Regions from separate parts of the Sus scrofa genome. Here region 1 is linked to region 2. Evidence: chromatin contacts called from public HiChIP or PLAC-seq data. All regions are on one chromosome and are shown on one strand. The core of a region is the stretch at or near the end of the contact, and the rest is flanking DNA. Distances in the headings are between cores, read along the strand shown.

Region 1 (3,185 bases), core at 601-3,100, 83 kb before region 2:
CACATCGAGTTATTTAGAGCTGATTTGCTATTGTGGTTGTTGTTTCTACCGAGAACATCGATGCTATGAATACACTGCGTTGCTCTTGGTAAGTGTGGAAAATGTGCATTTCCCTAGGGTGACGAGCAGGGGGCTGGAGCCTGGTCCCGGAGGCGTCCTGAGAGGCCGGGGGTTAACCTTACAGCTGCTGGATCACGGAGCAGCTAGGGGGTCCCCGGGGAGAGCTGGGGCACCAGGGCCACGGCGAAGGCTTGAGAAGAGACTCGGAGCAGAAGCTCATGACCAGCTGGTATTAGCTGGCTGCTCATACCAACGCGGAGTCGGTCCAAGACGTTAAGAACCAGAATGGTGACACCGGTGGGTGCTGGCGCGTCTACACCGGGGGTGTGTGCGTGTCTAGGAGGCGAATCGCTAGATGACAGGGAAGGGAATGACCAAGGTTTTAACATAGAGTAACAGGCCATTTGCCAAATCAGTATCCCACGGATGTCTCCTCCGGCCGGGAGCAGCGGGTTGTGTCACGTGCGTGTCCAGAATGTTCTCTGACACCAAAGAACATTCTGCCACCAGCCTTGACCTGCAGCCAGACCCAGTCGTCAGGGCCCTGGGTGGGGGGCGGGCGACGCGGGTTCTAGCCTCGGCCTGGTCACACCCGCACTCTGTGCCCTTAGACAAGCCCCAATTTCTGAGTCTTAATTTCTCCATCAGCCAAGTTGGGGAGAGCCCTCTGCTGCTCACAGGTTGGGCAGCTAAGAGATCAAGGGAGATCATGGAGCCAGACGTGCTTTGGGGCTGAAAATCCCTCGGCAGACACAGGCCGGAGCAGCCCCCTCTGAGGACCGCTTGAGAGGGTTTGGCACCTGCAGTCGTGGCGCAGCGGAAATGACGTGAGGTTGTGCGTTCAATCCCTGGCCTTGCCGGGGGTTAAGGACCCAGCATTGCTGTGAGCTGTGGTGTAGGTCACAGACGCGGCTCGGATCCAGCGTGGCTGTGGCTGTGGTGCAGGCCGGCGGCTGTGGCTCCAATTTGACCCCTAGCCTGGGAACTTCCATATGCCGTGGGAGGGGCCCTAAAAAGCAAAAAAAAAAAAAAAAAAAAAAAAACACCAAAAAAACCAAAAAAAACCAAAAAAACCCAAAGCAAAAAAGGTTTGACGCCCAGGGGAGCAGAAACAGGCAGCCGACCTCCTGCGGGCTCCGTCCAGGGCGTGAGTGCCGTGTCCTCCCCTCTTTCTGCCTCCGCCCCGCGACCTCTCTACTGGCAGGGAAGGGACAAGTTCCTCTCACTTGGTGCACAAATATGTTTTAGGCACCTGTAGGGGCTTTGGAAGACCCCAAACTCACGCCCAGGATGCTCTAATGTGAAGATGACGGGGTCCCCGGGGCCGATCCTTCCGGGAAGACTGGCCAGGCAGGCTCCTCGGCCCGCAGGTGGTCACCAACTCTGCCGCCCCGGCCAAGCCGGAGATGTGCAGCCACCCTTCAGGGCCGGACTCCGGTTCAGGGCTCTTTCCTCGGCGCCTCCCGCCTCTCGACCCTCACCGCAAGCAGGAGGGTTACAGCCTAGATGGGCGTTTCTCAGAGCGTGAGCTCTGGCACCCCCGGCAGCACGGAGGGTGGGTCACGAGGGGAGGAGAGAGTCTGCGGTCGGCGAAACATTGAGGTGAGTTATTTTTTTGCGGCTAACAGTCGCTGAACGCGCTGGGCGCTGGCCTAAGCGTTTTACAAGCGTTTTCTGCTCGACCTCTGGCGCGGCCTTCGGAGCAGGTCCTGGGGCTGGCTCCCTCTCCCAGGTGAGGACGTGAAGCCCCGAAGGATTAAGTGACTTACTCAAGGGCTCTCACCTGCTGAGAGGCAGCGCTGGGATGCAGACCCAGGCGGCCAGTCTCCAGAGCGCCTCTGCTCAGCCAGGGTGAGTCACTGGCACTTGTTGATTGCCGGGAGGGGGGCCAGGGCTGAGGACGGGGGCGTGCACCTGTCCAAGTCCCCAGGCCGAGGGCTAACAGGGAAGTCCCCGTCCTCTCTGTGACTCAGGTCAGCGTTACGCGGAGTCTTGGTGGCTGGTGGAGAAATACAACGAGGAACCCCCACCTCACTGCCCCTTCAGCACCGCAGGTAAGGAGGACGTTTCAGCAGCGCTCGAAAGCTGGCTGAGGCCGATACGGCGAGAAAAGGCTTCCTGAAGACAAGCCTTCGGGACCTTTAGGCGACCGAAGAGGGTGGGGAAGGGGAGCCCCGGGCAGGGGAGGGCGCAGGGCGGAGGCCGGGCCTGCAGAGGCCCATTCGCTGTGGGCGGAAGGGCGAGGGCGGCGAGGGCGCGGGAGATGGGAGCCTGGACGGCAGCAGGGGGACAGTGGCCTGAGGCCTTGACCCCGAGGCTTCTAGAGTGGGACTGGGACAGGTGGGGAGGGAGTGTGAGGAAGAGCCGGGGAGCTGAGGGCTGCGTTCGAGGTGGGAACCCAGGAGGAGGAGGAGGGCGGGGGCGGGGGAAGGAGCTCGGCCTTGGCCTCCCCGGGGTTGAGGGCCTCCGGGGTGAGGTCTCTTGCGCGCTGACCTTCTCAACTTCCTGGAAGGAAGGGACACCTCCCCGCGGCCCCTCCACCCCCAAACACTCTGGGCAGGAAGGAGCGGGATGTGTTTTGTCAACGCTGCTTGCAATAAAGAGTCTCATTCAGGGCGGCAAACAGCTGTTGGACTATTAATAGGCAGGGCCCGCGCCGCGCCCGCCGCCCGCCGGGAGGCTCGGCATGCAGCTCTGGAAAGGTGAATCGGTTCCTTCTGCCCATCTGGGCACCCCATGCTGGGGCAGCTGGCAAGACGCCTCGTGCTCAGGCCAGTCACCCAAGGCCTGGCTGGGGCAGCGTGCAGCGTGTGAGGCAGGGCTCTGTGGGGTCGCTGGTCATGCTGGACGCAGCCAGGGGGAGAGGAGCCCAGGGGACCCAGAGCCGGCCCGAGGAGCAGCCGCCCGTGCAGACGGGGTCTCCACAGCCGCTTGTAGGGCGGGTCAGGCAGCCACCCTGAAGGGGGCCACCGAGAGACGGGAGTTGGGCGGCTGGAAGGGAGGGAGGTGTCAGTCTAGAAACGGGAGAACTGATGAGGCGTTCCTCTTTTGGCTCAGAGGGTAAGAACCCGACGTATCCATGAGGACACAGGTTCAATCCCTGGCCTTGCTTGGTGGGTTAAAGA
Region 2 (2,929 bases), core at 12-2,511:
GGCGAGTGCCGGGGCCAATGCCCGCCAGAGGCTTGGCTCTCGGGAGCCTGGGGAGGCTGACAGGGCAGCCGAGCAGATATAGCCAAGCTCACCCGAGGGGCCCTTGGGCTACCGTGGGCACAGGGCCCGTCCCACCACCAGGCCCGGCCTCTGGGAAGCTCCGGCCCTGGCTTTGCCGAGAGGGTCCATCTGCCCGTTTTACCAGCTGGGACAAGACCCGGGGCCAGGAAACTGCTGGAAGCTGGGCTTGGTGCTCTCTCCCCGACCCCTGCCCTGCCTTCCCCCCCGCCCCCAGACCAGGATCCTGCAGTTCCTTCAGCTGAAAGATGAGCCGCCCGGCAGGCAGAGGCTTTTTTTAACAACTGAAGCGCCTGGAGAACTCCAGTCCAGAGCTCACACCATGGGGTGTCTGGGTAGCTCCCCTCCCACCATGTGCCGGGGGGGCCAGTGGTGGTTAAAAAAATCATGGGGGGCAAGCGCTTAAAAGCCAGGAGATTTCATAGCAACTCCCAGATTTCTGACTTCTCCTGAAAGTCAGAATGTGTGGCCTCACGGGCCCCGCAGTGCCGGAGCAGCGGGCTGGGGCCACTTGGAGGCCGGAGGGGCAGGGAGGTCCCGAACTGGCCCACAGAGCCCGGGGGTGGGGGGACAGCCGTTCCTCTCGGCCTCGGGACCCAGGGGCACTCACTGCCCCCCGCCCCCAACTGCTTTGCAAGAGGGAACCTCGGTCTGAGAGGCCGAGGGGGCCCAGAGGTGGGAATGTGGTGACGGCCGGGGGGCTGAGCCCCGTCCTTCCACGCCTCGGGGGCGCCGACGCCCCGGGCCCCTCTCCTCCCCGGCTCGCCCTCCCCGGGCTGCCGGGACGAGGACCTTCCGTGGCGGCCGTTGACTGAGCATCTGCTGCGTACGCATCGGGAGCCGTGTCGGGAGCCGTGTCAGGCGCTTCGGAGATACCGTTGCGTTTCTCTCGAGGCCGTTTGCTTGGGGTCTGAAGCAGCCGGGGGCCCGGGCCCGGGCTGGGCATTCCTGCCCTTTCCCCCAAGGGCTCAGGCCGGGGGCGACCGGGAGGGCAGGGCAAGGAGGGCAAGTGTGGCCTCCCCGAGAGCTGTTGCTCGGCCGCCCCCGCGTGGGGCTCGGGGCTGGAGGCAGGGAGGCCTCTGCAGGGGAGGCTGCTCTGCAGGGGAGGCCCCAGACAGGGGGCACCTGCTTCTTCTCACGGGCGAAATGCGGCTCGCAGCTGTCGAGAGCGAGTGGGCAGGGCTGACACATGACCCACAGCAGCATGGGGCTAAAATTAGAGCGGGCCGGAGGGGAGGGAGCCGCCAGCCCCGGGCCGGGCAGCCGGGCCTCCGGGTTGGCCTCCAACAGCTCGGGGAGCGACCGGGCTCTAGAGGGAACCCCCAGACTGAAAGAGCAGCTCCACGGCCCCGGGACAGGCCAAGCACCCACCGCGGCCCATGGGGCCCGAGGGTCACACTTGAGATCGCTGCCAAGGCGGAGCCCAGCCCACCCGGGAAGGAAGAGGGCCCAGGAGGAGGCGTCCCCGCGTTGCCGGCCGGCCCCGTGCCTTCCGCTGCCCGTGGATGCTGCTCTTCCTGGCCCTGTGGGCCCTGGTGCCCTGCCTGGTGTTGCTAAGCCTCTACTTTTACTCCTCTGCAGGTGGGAAGAGTGGCGGAAACAAGAAGAATGACGGCGTGAAGGTAAGGCCCGGAGAGCTGGCAGGGCCTGCCTCCGGGGGCGCTTCCGCCCTCAGGGCCCGGCTGGCAGGGCCAGGGGCAGAGCCAGGCCTTGCTCGCGGTGTTCTGGGCAGGTTGGTCGCCCGGGCAGACCGGCGTCCCCAGACCCAGAGACCCGGGCTTCCGGGCCCCCGTTCCCGCCAGGATCGGGGCAGGGGGAGGGGAGGGCTGAGGAGCGGGGGAGAGGCAGGTGGCCTGGGGTTGGGGTGGCCCTAAGGACGGAGGCCGAAGGAGACTCTGTGGTTCTCCAGGGCTAGAGGGCTGGGGAGCTAGGGTGCAGAGAGGGCTGGGTGCCGGGAGCCGTGCCTCCCTCTTCCCGAGTGGGGGCTGGCGGCCCGGGGCCCCTGACCCGAGGCACGGCCTGTCCAGCCTACGAAGCCCACAGAGGATGGGCAGCCCAGCCTCTCGGCTTTGACATCCAGAGGCACCCATCCCCACGGAGGCCTGCCAGTTCAGCGCCAAGAATTCCGCCCCTCCCCGGACCCAGGCCGCCCTGTCCCACGCCTGCTGCCCGAGCCCCTTGCTCCACACCCGCCTGACATCCGTCCCCTCCCTCCGCTCGCCCTGCCCTCTGGGGCCTGGTCCCCGCTCTCCGCAGCTCCCTCCTCCCCTGCCACTGGCTCGCCTTGTGGGTTCTCCTCTCTTGAGACGCTGCCTTTTGCTGGGCTCGGACCCTGCCCAGCCAGGGCCCCAGGGCAAGGCTGTGCCCGGGACACTGAAAGCTGTGGCACGCTGTCCAAACACAGCCACCCAGGTGGGCCGGTGGCTTCATGGCTTGGTTTGTAGTGGTGTTTAGAGTCTCAGGCCCCTGTCTTGGTCTGCCGGGGCTTGGAGGGAGGGGAGCCGGGCTGTCTGCCTGAGGCCGGGATCTGGGCCCTGCTACTCTTAGGGCTTGAGGTTCCCCGTGGGTACAGTGGTGTGAAAGGGGGGTGAACCCATGACTTCCAAGATTTTGGCTTAAAGAAACAAGAATGAAATGGGGGCAGGCTCGTTCTTTAAGGCCTTAGCCTGCTGTGGCCCTCTTGGGCTGGCCAAGCAATAAAGCTCTTTTTCTCCTTAAAAAAAAAAAAAAAAAGTTTGGAGTTCCCATTGTGGCTCAGCAGAAAGGAATCTGACGAGCATCCATGAGGACGCAGGTTCGATCCCTGGCCTCGCTCCGTGGGTTAAGGATCCCGTGTTGTCGTGAGCTGTGG

What was found. HiChIP or PLAC-seq counts read pairs in DNA pulled down with a chosen protein or histone mark.
Region 1: an H3K27ac HiChIP or PLAC-seq map of skeletal muscle shows a contact between it and region 2. The contact joins the promoter of CAMK2A here to the enhancer-like site in region 2. A contact is called at or near these places in 1 of 5 promoter capture datasets (fetal skeletal muscle), 7 of 47 Hi-C or Micro-C datasets (embryonic fibroblasts, fetal heart ventricle, fetal skeletal muscle and 1 more) and 1 of 2 datasets of contacts at active chromatin or transcription factors (skeletal muscle).

What each region holds. Positions count from the first base shown.
Region 1 is chr2:151,352,572-151,355,756 of Sscrofa11.1, reverse strand. It overlaps CAMK2A (calcium/calmodulin-dependent protein kinase type II subunit alpha), which reads left to right and starts at 1,850. Exons shown (of 20, transcript XM_021085017.1): 1 at 1,850-1,911; 2 at 2,034-2,114. The coding sequence starts at 1,865.
Region 2 is chr2:151,269,118-151,272,046 of Sscrofa11.1, reverse strand. It overlaps CAMK2A (calcium/calmodulin-dependent protein kinase type II subunit alpha), which reads left to right. Exons shown (of 20, transcript XM_021085017.1): 14 at 1,660-1,700. Among named protein-coding and RNA genes, the nearest start is that of SLC6A7, 49 kb to the right of the region's middle. Within about 2 kb of position 1,261, at least 12 of the 83 cell types and tissues checked have an H3K27ac peak or open chromatin away from gene starts, as enhancers often do. A contact at or near this core is called in fetal skeletal muscle and skeletal muscle, where this site is marked.